Linked DNA regions of Zea mays: region 2 is linked to region 1. The links are chromatin contacts, called in public Hi-C maps. All regions are on one chromosome and are shown on one strand. Each heading gives the region's core, a stretch centred on a gene start, on an enhancer-like site or on the middle of the called end of the contact. The rest is flanking DNA. Distances are from core to core; before and after follow the strand shown.

Evidence for each region. A called contact is a pair of places that touch in the nucleus more often than the background predicts.
Region 2: a Hi-C map of ear shows a contact between it and region 1, with 2.3 times the contacts expected there. The contact joins the promoter of LOC100284768 here to the promoter of LOC100382870 in region 1. A contact is called at or near these places in 2 of 25 Hi-C or Micro-C datasets (ear and endosperm).

The regions. Positions count from the first base shown.
Region 1 is chr9:143,418,223-143,426,074 of Zm-B73-REFERENCE-NAM-5.0, forward strand. LOC100382870 (NADH dehydrogenase [ubiquinone] 1 alpha subcomplex subunit 8-B) reads right to left here and starts at 3,380. Exons shown (of 2, transcript XM_020544104.1): 1 at 2,969-3,380. The coding sequence starts at 3,165.
Region 2 is chr9:144,398,273-144,406,124 of Zm-B73-REFERENCE-NAM-5.0, forward strand. LOC100284768 (organic anion transporter) reads right to left here and starts at 4,814. Exons shown (of 4, transcript NM_001157663.2): 1 at 4,072-4,814; 2 at 1,109-1,212; 3 at 766-994. The coding sequence starts at 4,560. It overlaps LOC100273905, which reads right to left. Exons shown (of 12, transcript NM_001148297.1): 12 at 6,968-7,403.

The sequences.
Region 1 (7,852 bases), core at 2,130-4,629:
GGCACCCTTATAGCTCCGGGGCCTAACAACTCAGGAGATTATTAAGGAGATAAGCTCCAGGGAACAACTCCGGAGATTATTAAGGACATAAGCTCCAGGGAGGATAAGCCTCCTTAAACTTCTCTAACACCCAGCCGCCATCTAACAAATGGTTGGGCCTAATTATTCTGGCACCTGGCATATTGCCGGCCCACAAAAGAGTCTATAACAGAAGCATACTCTACACATGCTATTCAACTAAAAAATAGCTACACCATTGGGTGGTAATCTGCACTTCATTTCAGAATTAGACAGGATAATAGGATGCCCCTCCCACAAAATACCCAAAAGAAAATGAAATTCCTGGTTGATTTTGGGATGAAAAGATAGGTCTGCATGTTATCAATTACTACATTCTAAAATATGTTGGTTTAGTTTTGTTCTAAATAAATCTTCTTTAACTTTGATTAGGTTTACCGAAAAATATATTCCATCTACAGTACCAAATAAATACAATAATACATTATCAAGACACATTTCAAGGTGGATTTAATGAAACTAACTTTATGTTGGATATTGGAGCATTTTTCTACAAACTTGGTAGAAATTAGAGAAGTTATACTTAAGACAAAACTAAAACAACCTACATTCTTTAACACATTGATTACCAAACAAGAAATAATAAAAACACATACTCAATGCCTCAACAAGTGTCGTATTGTTGAACATGCACTTCTTTGGTGCATGTTCTCCAGCTTTTAAGAATGACAGGTGGCCTATGCAACTCAATACTCCGGAATTGAGGATCTGGTAGATCTCAATAATATGTCAACACTGATAATGTACTTTTCTTTTTCTTACTTTATGTCCTGTGTAACCTATAAGCATTAACTCCCTGGTCTCAATGCCCAAGAAGAAGGAAAAGACAGCACTAATTCAACCACTTCAGGTTTCTAGTCGATAAATTGATAAACTATAAGGGGTTCATTTTGACAGGAGCCAAACAGAGTAAGATATCAAGCCAGGTAGAAATCACTAGTTCTTCATGTTATAAAAACATGTGAATATGTGATGATGTTGAATGAATTTGCGAAAGCCTTTTCTCATTCCATTTCCTCTCAATAAAATGTACTGTCTAAAAGAAAGTATAAAGTTGGTTAAGGCACCAACAGTTCCTCCATTGCGATTCATGGTGTTAACGCAGTGTCATCACCATCTTATCAATTTAAACTCAGTGTCATAAACTAGTATATCCCTGAAGGTGGATTCTTGTTGACTTCAGTGCAAATTTGCATTTCTGAGTCACTAGGGCAGACCCACTGCAGAGGTTCCCACAAGAGTGAGGTCTAGTGAAGGGATAAATTGAGGCTGAAGGGATAAACCGAGGCAAGCCTTCCCCCCACAAATGTGGAGAGGCTGCTTTGCACACGCGACCTGATGACTATGTGAGATAGCTCTCACCACTGCACCAGGCCTGCTCTTTATCCCTGAATCACTTGCTGTCATTATATTTAAATTCACTTGTTGTGGATTTTCCACAGTATAGTAGTGTACTCATGGTGACATATGATTTTCGGGCCACAGAAGAACAATCTAATCACAGGATGAGTATCAACGGTGGATAAAAATTTAACGAATGCAGCTCAGATCAATTAGGCAGAAATGTGACCTTAGCTGCAAACAGCAAGTGTCATCACGCTAATTTTCTTACTAAAGAGCAATGTGGAAAGCAATTGCAAGGAAGATCTACAAAGCAGAGAAGTTCTTAGCCTTCTACTGGAAGAAGTGGTTGTGTGGCACAACTAGGGTTTCCGGCAATTGGTTCTAGCTAGCCAAGCTTCCAGTTTGGGACAGTTGCACCAAATCAACCATTGTAAGATGATATGGTAGGTACCAGTTATATGCATTTTAGCTGTAACGACCAAGTACAGAGTTAAGGATTACAGTCTCTTGTTAGCTATAATTTTATCATCTTGGCAATGCTTTCTAAGGGCTTCACCTATTACATTTTCTCCTCCTGAAATCTATTTGATTATGGTCAATAAAATAATAGTCAAAATGAGATAAAGGAAAAACTAAAAGCAGTATGGTTCAAGCAAACGTGTACTGTTGAAAATGAGCATACCAGAAGCAGAATATGAACCTGAGACAACATTCAGATATAGAAAAGAATTTGAATATCAAGTAACAGAAATGTTACTAAGCTAAATACCAGGTTTTGTGTGCCTGTAGCCTTCCTATCATAGAACTTAAGGGGAACTCACTAAGGATATCGCAGTATTTATTGGCTGCAACTGCAAAGAAGGGCTGTTGTTTGGATGAAACCAACCTAAACAATCAAGGTACAAAAACCTTTGCTAAGTTTGATGGATGGCCCTGAATCCAAATGAGCTGTGAGCTGTCTAACAATGAACATAACCAGTTCAAAGTGCTCTAGCTAATCTGTCCAGCCCCTAGCGGGGGCTAAAGGCTACAGTAGCATCTGGCCATAGCTTGACATGTATAGGTTGCCGATTATTCTAATTTGCTAGTTCATTGGCTACAACCACGTATTAAAACCTGCCCTTATGGGCATGCTTGGGTCTTTTTAGTTTCCTTCTCGTCTTCTAAATATAATGACCCTCAGCTCTCATGCGCGTTGAAGAAAAAAAAACTAGTGCATCCTTGCAATGCAATAAAAAATCTCTAATACTGTATTATATATGAACATAATTCATAATTTTCTATCTTCGTCGAAGTTATCAAATCATGTCTCTGCATAGCATTTGCATATACTGCTGATGGTTACCCTGATAAGGGATGGCAAAAAATGCACACTAGTTACCAGATAAGCAATGCCAGGTAGCTGTTCAACTGTATCATCAGTAACCTCACAAACCGCTTCGCTAACGTACCGAAGCCTAAGGAACAGAATGATGGAAGCGAGTCCAATCGAGCAGCAGGGGATCGGACGGCGCAGGTAAGGGGAGAACGTGGCAGACGAACTCACAGGCTAAGGACGCAGCTTGTGACCTGGCGACCCTTCTCGAGGCACTTCTCAGGATTAGGGTCCTTCTTCTTGCAGTTGAGGAAGGCGACGTTCTCCGGGCGGCACCGGACTGCGATGTGCTTCGACGCTGCCATCAGCACCGACGACGTCGGGATCGGCTCCCCCAAAGCGTCTACGGGCGTGCTGCTCGCCGACATCGCTGCGTGCGTGGTGGCTTCGCCGGGGCTCCTGGTCTTGGAGATCTGGGGAAGGAAGTGGGAGAAGCCGAAGCGAGACGGCCACACCTGACGGGAAGGGAGGACGAGACGGACTGACCACTGACGGCAGGGATGAAGGTGGGGACAGGTGGTTCCTGCCTTCGTGGGCTTTACCTGGGCTCATTTGAAAGTTTTAGAGCAACCTACCAGGCCTCGAAAACCCTCGGTCTCGCGTAGAGGTAAATACTCGTCGGTTAGGAGCATTATATTCCGATACACCCATCACAAAAAATTATACGGATCCAATTATCCGTATACAATAGTGAGTATAAAATCTTACTCATACTCATGCCCGCACGGTTAATTTTACCTGTCGGGTAACCCGTACTCACTAAGAAGATCTCAAATTCTAATATTCTGATTACTCAAAATGTCAATAAATACAGAAAATAATTTCAACTTAAAATATAACAAACCATACGATTACATAACTTGATAGTTAAATAAATAATAGTCGAAGAAAGGTTTTATTTTAACCAAGATGGGCTTTATTAGATAATAATAGTGGTATTATACGGGTATATTTTACCCACGAGTATGTCGGTATGGGTAGTACCACCATATATGTCTATCCAACTGGTAGAGATTTTTGCCCAATAACATACCCACGGGTATAGAAATTATCCTATACCTACCTACATATCAGGTAAAATCAATCGTGTAGTCGAGTTTTGGGTACCCATTGTCATCCCTAATCTCGTGAGAGTCCCTATTTCTCAATTTCTAAGAAAAAAGTAGCTAAAACCAGTTTTTGACTGGTAAATATATACTGGCCTTATTTGGTTTGGTAAAATTACTGTGATTTCCACCACTTCCGGACCTATCCATGTGGTCTTTTTTTGGTTTCTACCCAATTTTAATATTTAATGATTATTTAAAAAATTCAAATATACAAATATGAGTTCAATCTATATCCAAAATTGACAGCAAAGAAAAATGAAGAGAATAATTGAATCAACTACTTTTAAAATAAAGTAGGGGTAAACTTGCTTTTGTCTAAGGAACTGGGTTTCAAACACACACATACACTTTTTTCATAAAACAGTTTACAGAAACTAGGGATGGAAACCAGTTTCTTATAAACCTTATAGGAGGTTGAAAATATACCATGTGTGCAAAATTGCATACAGGGAGTGGTATTGTACTTGTACATGTCAGGAAGGTTAACACTACAACATACCGACATGCAGGCATTCCAGCCAGGTGAGCAATAGAAAGCATGTGTGGGTTGTTTTTGCTGCAATAGCTCTTTCACGAGGCAATTGCTACTGGTATTACCTTATTCCACTGAGGTTGGAAGGGCAAATCCCTTGCGCTTTGTGCTCACCAGTCACCACACAGCCGCATGCCTTGCAAACGTTGGCTAGATCGGGCGTATTTCAAAGAGCCTCCGGACTCCGGTGGAGATGATTGCTAGAGAGCTCAACCGCACGCGATGGTAGCACACCTCGTTTCCTATGGGCCGGATTACAAACAAACTAGTGGGTTAATTAGCCTATAATCTACTAGGTGAGTGCCCGTGCGTTGCAACGGCAACATATAATATCGTAATGAATTATGTACAAATGTGTGTTTCATTGTTATAGTAATATGTTCGTGCTTTGAACATAATCATATTTGATACAAATAAAAAATATATGTGCTATACACATTTGGATCTTCTATACACATAGGTGAGTGCCCGTGCGTTGCAACGGAACCGTATAATAACACGATAACAATATATATTATAGGTATGTTCCCGTGCGTTGCGACGGAAGTAAAACATTTGTATGAAACATTGATACGGAACGACAAACATCACTATAATATGCAAATCCGTGTGGAAAACATTATCAATGTCACACAAATTATTTCTAAAAAGTTAATTTATAATTTTTAATTACAGACAAATGTGTCGACAACCGTACACTAATCAGCTAATCCTTTTTAGCGATATCGATAAGTCTCTGTTGTATATTTGCAGGGATGGCATATCGGCACGAATTATCCTCATAACTTAACAGATCAATCACAAAGTTCTTTCGAAGAGTCTTTGCATCCTACAGACAAAGACATAAGAGAACAAAACATATTATCTTGTAGAACGAGATAGCTGGAATGTAAGTTTTGAACATAAAACGAACGTACTACACTCACCCCAACAAATTTCAGTCGTCTGTCATCACCCCACATGGCCATAGCTTGTAGAACGAGGTAGCTGGTATTAAACCTATAGAATAATATTTGGGCAACTATGTTTTATACAATGATTATCATAGAAAAAATTTAAACTGCTGAGAAGGTGGTACGAAGAAAATACCCTCTTAAGTCAATTGGAACACCAGTCTGAATTGTATGTTCCCACTTAAAGATATCCTCCGCCCATCCAGAACGTTTCTTACTGTAAGCAATCTTATATTTTTTTGAGGCCATGATAATCGCTTCCGCGAACGTCTTGTATGGCATGTGTTTACACCAATCTCGAGTCGGTGTAAAGTCGATAAAAGTCACATGCTTTTTAACATGATCTATTACGAAAAGGGCGTGACATCCATTGAATTTCCATGACATAAGAACCTGCAAAATATCAGTCATTAGGATCCTACAACAGAAGTGTCCTTTATAAATACATTCGAAATGAACACATACTTACATATCTACAACCCGTGATATAATAATTCATTGATGGCCAACAATCGAGTGTTTTGGCTAATTCTTCTGTTGTAGGATCCTGATGGTACTTTGGAAGTTTACCATAACCAACCATTCTTCCATTCCTGCATCAATTAGCAAAGTTCAACTGCTAGAAGAACTGAAATAGAGAAGAATATTTAGCTACATAGGAGACTTCATCGCAGGCCCTCACATAAAATTCCAGATTACATAATATTCTTCCTAGTTTAATACCACAGTAAGGTAGTATACTCTTTCCATGTACATATAAAAAACAATAGGTATCATACTATTTAGTGATGTGCAAATCAAATTAACATGGGGAAATCAAAGAATTAGCAAAGCCTCAGTTAGGGAAACATGCAGACAACACATGAGTTGATCAAATCACATGTTTTGGTCACTGATTGGTATACTAATAGGAGTTGCTATCAGTAAAACAGAAACTGCATTACCAGGTGCCAAAGTTCATTTGTGCCAAAGTTCATTTGAGTTGCAGGACAAAGTTCTTTCAGCAAGTTTTAGAGGTCAACATTATTTCTTTCACTGGGTAGAAATTTTGCATCTATGATAAATACATTTCCAACATAAACTTTATAGTTGGACCCTCAGAATGTTGATGCTCTAGTAGCACTGGCAATCAAACCTTCTGCAGAAAATCTTTAGGTCGGAAGAGGAAAAAGGAAGAGCTCTGAAATTGAACAAGGAACGTCGTCTAGCCCAGGTAATGCTAATGCGAAATGCCCTCTTCATCTGAAGAACTCTCCTTAAAGTCACCCTATTTTCTTCAGCATCAAACAGTAATAATTAAAATAATTCTATGGATACCTCAAACCTGGACACCTAGTTCCCCTCACAGAATAAGGATTCCTGCCTGGAGCTCTAAAACTGTAGTTTCCCTCACAGAATAAGTTGCAAAACTAAGAGGCGAATCCGAGAAATTATCAACCTCTAGCAACTAAAAACATGCCTCCCAATAATATACCCACAAAGAAAGCAAATTACTTCCTGCAAAATGTATAGGTCCAACGTGGGAGAAATGTACCTGGGAGAATTGACAATGACTGGAAGAATGTGAGCTACACAATCTTGTGGCTCCAACAATTTACCAAGAGCAGCACAACCTTCAACAGCAGGAGGTATGATATCCCTTATTGCAACAATCTGCACCGAAAAATGAACTCACTTCAGAAACATCATTCTCACAGCTAGAGCCTAGAAGTCATACTTGAACTTAAAACTTAAACAGCTGAGGCACCTCGAGCTCAAGTTACTTGAACTTAAAACTTAAACCAACAGTTCAGGGCAAGTTTAAAAGCACACACTAAAAATCCGTGGTAAAAACAATGTGGTACTGTAGAAGGTTTGTTCGTTATGCAACAAGAACAACAGTACAGATTGCCACGGACATTCTAATCCGTGGTAAAAACAATGTGTTATGCAACAAGAACAACAACTGAGGCACATCTGGAATACAACCACAATTAGAATGTCCGTGGATTGATTTTGGTTGTTGCACAACACAATGAGAACTGCAAAAAACAATGTGGTACTGTAGAAGGTTTGTTCGTTGTTTACTGAGAATCAGGGACTAATGAAACATGATGCAGTTGATTAAGGAATTTAGAAGATAATAAGCACCAACTAACAACAAGAACGTATATGCCTCCATAACTCCATGGAGAACGAAATATTCAGCAAAGTCTGAAATGAAAGGGGATGGAGGAGCGCGACTGGTAAAAGTTTACGAACCTTGGTTGAATCTGTGGCTTGGGGATCAGTGGTTGAATCTGCGTCTTGGGGGAGAGATGTGGGGGATCAACTGTAGGCCTCCCCATTTGTAGTCGTAGGTGGGCAGAGGTTGCTGAGGTCGATGCAGGAATGGAAGGGGATGGAGGAGCGCGTTGATGGCAGAAGGAGATTCGGCGTGGGGAGGAACTGAGCGCGCCATCGAAGGTTTTGCCTGCGCGCG
Region 2 (7,852 bases), core at 3,564-6,063, 980 kb after region 1:
CTTAAACCCGTAGGAATTAAAGCAAATATGTTACTTTCTACAAACAGATTAAGAACATTTATATTCAATTCTGACATGTGTTTAATCCATCAAGTATCCAATATTTTTTCAATAACAAACATCAAACCACAAAAGGCGTTTCCCCATTTGTGTATGTTTAAAGTCACTGTAGTGTTATGTACTTCAAAGTTCAGACCATACACTAGGTGTAAAACTCCACAGAAACGGCAAAACACAGAGGATTAGAAAGGTCGAATGTTACAGAATAGCTGAATGTAGTGGTACATATTAGTACCGTTACCCACCCATCTTAAATATAGTAACGCCCTGTTTGGATCATTAGAATTGAATTCCATTCTAATAATAGTAATTTAGGTATATATCAATTAAGCTAATTCGGTTTTATACAAAATATATTTGTATACTATTATTAGCAAGATGTCGTAGATATTTATGTGCTACATTTTTACTATAGATTAGTGAGACGAAGAGCGTCATGTAAGTTACATATTAGAAACAAAATCTACTAATGCATAAAATCATTTCTCATCCTCCTCCCTATGAATTTGAGATAGGCTTATATCTGAACTTTGGAAAGTGGTGGAATGTCAAATTCCAAACTAAACAAGTTACATTATTGAGTGAATTCAAATTCATCTAAAATGAAGGAATCCAAACGCTCCGTAACAAAAAAAGGCAAGAAAAGCTAGGTGTAAAACTACATGCACACAAAGTTGAATTGATGAGTCAGAAAGTATTTTGTACCTGTAGAGTCAGTGCGCTAGTATGTTTGGTCACCAAGAAATTGGTCAAATTGACAAAATATGACAAGCAAGAATTGAACAGTAGCAACCAAACAATCGTGAAATCCTTCTTTGCAAGCTGAATTGTGATGCCAACAACATTATCCTCCATAAAGATAGTTGCAGGAAGCAAGAAAATAACAGCAATTGGAGCCATGTACAATAACAGATTCATAGAATTAAGCTTCTCCCTGCAAGACATCAGAACAGAGAAACACTCAGCATCCACACAAATGCAAAGCAGTAAATGGATCCAAGGCAATGTGTAAAAAACAGTGGGTTATAAGATAGAAGACAGAAGTTACCCATCAGAAGACAGAAGAATTCCTTGCAGTACTGTCTTCAACGCCCTTGCTGCAGTTGCTCCTATGCACATGATGAATCCAAACAGATGAAAGCTAGGCTCGCCCTGTAAATTCGATTTGCAAATTCTATATCAGTAAGTATTAGAACCTAGAGGTCCAACAACAGCTCTAGCCAGTATGCATTCAAAGCTCTACGTTCTCCACTTGACTCACATTTGATATCTATACCACTGTTTTCAAGTCGTCCGATTAATCGTGATTAATCGTCCAAATCGGTCTGGACCAATCATGATTAATCGTCCAAGTCGTCCAACTAATCGCGATTTATCGTCCAAGTTGGTCAGCCAGAACGACCAACAAGTCGCCCGACTTGAAAACAATGATCTATACTAGTTGATGTGAAACAAATACCTCCTAAAGATTCCTCATAGCAGCCAACAATAGAATCAACTTGGTAGACTGAGATGCTACACGTTAACATAAGATTCCCACATCCCACCTCCAGTGGTCATTGAACATTTTGCTAGCCTAGTATGCCTTGTATTGTACAAATGAGCTGTAACACAATGTTGTATATATTATGTATAATGCAAGAGAATCAACTCAATAATGGCGCAATTAACAGCCCAGTTCATGTTCAACGAATGTATAGGCAATCTATCATATCAGTTCCAAAAGGTGAACCAATGCTTTGATTTTATAATCAAATTTCAAAATGTGGATTACTTTCCAGAAACTTATTTTTAAAATCCTGACTTGTAAATCCATTTTTTATGACACTAGGCGCTTTGTGTGTAGGATCCAAAAATTTAAGGTTAGAGAGGCATTGAAAAGGACGAAAACAAGTAAGACGATAGGGCTTGATGGTACCCAATCAAGGCATAGAGATGCCTCGGGGATATAGCTATTGTATGTCTAACCAAGTTGTTCAATTATATCTTCTGGTCGAACAAGATGCTTGACAAGTGGAGAAGTATATTGGTACCGATCTACATGAATAAGGGAGATGTTGAAAGTTGTACCAATTAGCAGGGAATTGAGTTGATGAGTTGCACTATGAAGTTGAGAGAGAGAATAGAGAGAGAGGGGGGAGATATCGAGCATCGTCTGACAGGAATAACGAGGATCTCTATGGACCAAGTTGCTTTCATGCCCAGAAGGTCAACCATGGAAGCCATTTTCTTAATAAAGACAAGTGATGGAGCAGTATAGGGAGCAAAAGGACTTACACATAGTTTTCGTCGAGAAGGTTTATGACAAAATATCAAGAAATTTTACGTAGTGGGTTTTGAACAAACATGAAGTTCTGATGAAGTACATTGGACTCATTAAGGACATGTACAACAATGTTGTATCTAGTGTTTGAACTAACAATAGGGACACGAGTAACTTCCCAATTAGAATAGGAGTATAGGACTACATCAAAGATCAACTTTGAGCCCTTACCTTTTTGCCTTGGTGATGGATAAGGTCACATGGGACATACAAGGGGATATCCCTTGGTGTGTGCTTTTTGTGGACGATGTAGTGCTAGTTGATGAAAGCCGAGCAGAAGTAAATAGAAAACTAGGACAAGAGCTCTAGAGTCCAAAGGTTTCAGATTAAGTAGAACTAAAAACGAATACTTAAGATGTAACTTCAGTACTGCTACACAATGAGGAAGAAGATGTTAGTTTAGAAGGTCAAATAGTATCAAGGAAGGATACCTTCCGGTATTTAGGATCAATGCTATAGAGAGATGGGGATATTAATGAAGATGTTAGCTATATAATGGAAGCAAACTGAAGGAAGTGACGCCAAACATCTGCGTTCTATGTGACAATAGGATATCACAGAAGCTAAAAAGGAAAGTTTTATAGGATGATGATTAAACCTACTATATTGTATTTGTATGGTGTAGAATGTTGGCCTACAAAAAGACGACATGTTCGATAGATTTTTTCATTTTTGAATGTTGGCCTACTATATTGTATTTGTATGGTGAAAATGTGTATGCTACGTTAGATTTTTCATTTTTGACCATACAATAAGGGATCGGGTCCGAAATAATGACATACGTGATACGCTAGAGGTAGCACCAATTGAAGAAAAATTTGCCCAATACCTATTAAGATGGTTTGGACATATATCCAACAGAGACATCAAGAGTCAAGAGGCAGTTGTGCATAGTGGAATCCTACATTTATGGAAAGAGAGGTAGAGGAATGTCGGAGATAATATAGGAAGAGGCTGTAAAATGGGGCACGACTACTGTACAATCAAACCTTATGTGCAAGCGAGCATCCTGGTCTGTTAGATCGTTATCCAACCGTAGATATAATTGTGGTTCTTTAGGGGATTTTTTACACGAAATGATGGAATACACCCAAAGGATTAGCTTTAAATAGAAACAAATGAAAAACAGATATTCACGTGCCTAAACCTTTGGTTGGGTTTTAACTCTAGCCTATCTCAACTTGTTTGGAACTAAAATATTTTGTTGCTATTGTTGTTGTTAACTTGCAAATCCACAGTTTCCAGACATGGTTTCGGCAGGGGGGGAAAACGAGCTACCCCTGTAAAAGCTCGGTCTAGCTGGATCCGGTGGTTTTGGTTAACTGGATTAGTCTCTAGCTGATCACATAGATAGTGAGTAGCTGTTATGCCAGTTGATCACTTGGCCCCATGCCATCAGATGATAGCCGACGCCTGAGGTAACATCTACAGGCACCCTGACACACAGTGAATGGTTTCCATCTGATAATCCCAAAAATCTGTTCCCAACGAAGGGATCACCATCCAATGAACTGAGGCTGCCGTTTGTGTCCAATTATAGTCAGATGACAGATCCACCTGTTCTCGTCAGCTCCATCCCACTACTGCAATCCGAGGCAGCCAAACCCGGATTCCACTCAGATCCAATCCCGACTCCAACAGATCTACTGAGAAAACAGAAGACAGAGACGGAGCAGGCAGCAACTTACGCCGCTGGCGATGATGACTCCAGTAACGACGGGCACGAGGGTGAGGTAGGTGATCCACGACTCGCGCTTGACGGTCATGATGTACGCGAAGACGGCGGTAAAGAAGGGCGTGGTGGCGCCGACGGCCTGGTTGAAGGAGACGGGGAGGTAGCGCAGCGAGACGTTCCCGGAGACGACGGAGCCGCAGAAGACGAGGCTGAGCGCGGCGATCTTGGCGAGCTGGACGCGGGAGCGCACGAGCTGCATGGGCACGACGCGCAGCCAGGCGATGGCGGCGTAGGAGAGCAGGGCGCAGGCGGACATGTGGCACATGGTGAGGAAGATGGGGTACTTGAAGCCGTAGTTGCTGAGGAGGTACTTGTTGAGCAGGAGCACGCCGATGTTGGAGGAGTACCAGGCCGTGACTAGCCCCACCGTGAAGAGGCGGCCGTTCCCCGCCGCGGGCCCCGTGCCGCCGGGGGACGGCGTGGCGCCGCCCTTGGCAGCCATGGCTCCTCGGTCGTCGTCGCCAACGCCGGCGGCCGCGCACGAACGAGCTCGCGCGCGGGCGCGCGGGGAGATCTGAGTGGTGAGGGGGGAGGAGGTGGGAATGGCGTGCGGGGCGGTGGGCTGGGTCGCGGTTGAATTGGTGGTGGGTTTGGGCTTGGCTCGTTGGCACGGGAGCGAGGCGTCTGCGTGAGCCTCTGCGTTTATGGGAGCGGGGACGAGACGAGGCGTGTCCGGCTGTCGGTGGTGAGAACGGAGGGGAGATGGATATCTTTTTTGCCTTGTGTTTCCGGTGTGCTTTTTCGTTAATCCAGAGCTCCAGGTCAGAGGTTGGTTACTTTGGGTTTTATGTTTGTTTTAAATCATTTCATATTAGCCGGGGCTCGGGCGTTTAGCTGTTTCTTCTTTTTTTTGTTTCGAATTTCACATTTGCAAATGTAACCGTACCCTTGCCCTTATAGATAGATGAGCAAGGATTTTATTTCCAAACTATGCATGAAATTTGTCAACCAAATAGATGGAGACTATAAGACGCTCTACTACTAGTTTGGAGCTACATAGTAGTGAGACTGGAAATCAATTCAAACATATCATGAACCATCCTCCCTTTCTTCTGTGTAAAGCCCACCTCAAATTCGTGTGTTGAAGCTTTGCTGTGGGGAAAAAAATAGTTACTTAGGGCTAGTTTGGGAACACCGTTTTCCCAAGAGATTTCCATTTTCCCAAGGGAAATTAGTTCATTTTCCCTTGGGAAAATTGGAATCCCTTGGGAAAACGGTGTTCCCAAACTAGCTCTTACTAAGATAAGTACGAGCATACAAAATTTTAAAACCAGTAGCCTCCTACTCGTAGCGATCATTAATCCTAACGAGCTGCAAAGACTACAAGATCTACGGGTGCGTTTGGTCAGAAGTCAGAAGTTTGGCGAGGAGGCGTGCAACGACATGGAAATTCGTTCGGCGGCCGAGCATGACAGCACCGGCTCACCGCTCACGGACCTAACCCAGCTCCGCACCCCCGCTGATCGGGTCTTTCTACAGCTAAAAAAAAATAGCTACAATAGCGGAGCTGCGAGGTGCGTCGGCTGCTGCGACGGCTACGATTTGCTCAAGACCAACAACTTGCCTAGTTCGTGCCCTGCCGAGTGCCGACCCGGTCCGGTGGTTCGGTGACACGGATACGGTCGCCTGATCCCGCACGAGCAGAGCAACGCGCCAAAGCAGCTCGAGTGCTTGACAAAACTCTACGCCGAATACGACCCGACCCCACGGCGACGTGAGCCCGTGGCGCGTCGCTCGGGTTCCGCGTGCTTGCCATCTGGAGGAAGCCAGGAAGGTGTCTCGCTGCCACCAACCCATCTCATTCCTGTCATTCGAGTTAACACTCAACAGTGACTTGCTGACGTGTCCGCGGCCGTTCTGCTTACTACTATACTGACCTTGACCTGTGGAGTGTGGACTGTGGTGGTAGGCTGGCTCATTCGTTGTTGCAACTGTGCACGAGAAGGTGAAATAGGAAGAAATTATGGGTAAAGGCCAGTTAGATTTCAGCATCGTAAAAAGCGATAAAGCTCAAGTGAGAAGTGGCCCGGGTGACTGTGCTGAGCGGAGACGGCATATTCCGGGTGCTCCCAAGTCCCAATTCCGGAGGAACGCTTCATCCTACTCATCGCCTTTATGTGTGGATGGGGTCAGCTCCAGGCTCGGATCCACATCCACCTCATAAAATACATGCTTTCATCGTACGATAACCAGCAGGGAAAGAGAGGACGAACTGTACGCAAACGGGAAGCCGTCAATGCAAGGGAGACCATTTCTTCAAAGATCTAAAGAAACCTAAACACGTCATCAGGCCATGTGTACCAGCCCCCTTTGACTCAGCTTCTTCCAAACTCCAAACTTCGGGTCTCTGATCTGATGCCTCGTGATGGAACGACACTACAATACAGTAATTGGCAAACCGGTAGGTCCTGACATATTCTTTGACCTCGTGTAAAAGTAACGAAGGATTCCACGGCAGAATCAACCGGGGCCTGAAGCACATGGTAGATCGTGGGCAGGAGCATAACAATATACTAAGCGAGGAGCCGAGGACATGTGGTACGGTCGAATGTTTCTTCCAGAGAAAAAAAAAGGCTCCGGAGGAATATTCTCTGCGCCAACACTTGGTAATATACTACTAGTTACAGTACAGAAGTAGCAGCTGCTAAGCTGTAGTCAGGTACTCGGCAACTTGAACAGCCCAATTTGACCTGGCACAGATCAAGGCAAACAAGGGGCACCAAATTCCGTTTCATCAATAGAAAAGTACAAGGAGCAACAAATTATTTTCTCCTACAGAAGTAAAGTTTGGCAGAGGTTTGGCCACCACCAGATGAATAGAGCCCATCATGACAGCAAATAAGATTTTTGTGGAACGTCCATATGGACATGGAAACGTCAGTTCTTATTATACTGTCCTAAAAAAAAGACAAGTGTTCTTAGACATTGTCTCATTATTCCACTGACTATTTTAGCAACCTACATGCTACCATGACAAAGATGCTCCAACATGAAAACCTATAAACTTATAAATTGAAGTATTTTCAAGCTCCCGCATAATAAGACATTGAAGAAGATTGCTATTTCAGCTATCCTCGTTGCATCAGAAGTCAAAAGAACCTCACCAGCCAAACAACAAATTCCCTTTCAAGCTCACAACCAATGTAAGCCTCACATCCACCCTTCTATACTGCTCTAATATAGATCCTTTTGCTCTGTAAATGTTAGCATCAGCTTCATAGAGGTCCTCACTTGTCAACCTGCTCAGAGAACCAACTCAAACCATTTCGTCCATTCCTGCTAATCCTAGATCAAAAGACATTTGAGGATCAATTAGATCCTTGAGAAATAAATAGAAGTATTTGTTTAAAAGAAAATTTAGTAGCATGTCATACACCTTTCCATATCTATAATTTTCTAGAACTATCTATTAGGCCCTGTTCGGTTGGGTCGGATTGTGGCTAGGAACTATTCCAACTAATCAATACTAGTACAAATAAACATATCATTCCAACCGGAACGGTTGCAATGGAACCGTTCCGGAGTAAACGAACAGGCCCTTAGGCCCTGTTCGGTTCTCACGGATTGAAGCTCTGGAATAGTTCCTAGCCGGATTACTTCTCTAATTTATATAAATTTTGATGAGCTGGAACGAATCCTGGTTCATTCCGGGAGAAGCGAACAGGCCCTTAGGTTGATCTCATCCGGTTTGGTCAAGAGATCGATCTGGACTCCAACTTTCACACCTGCGTATA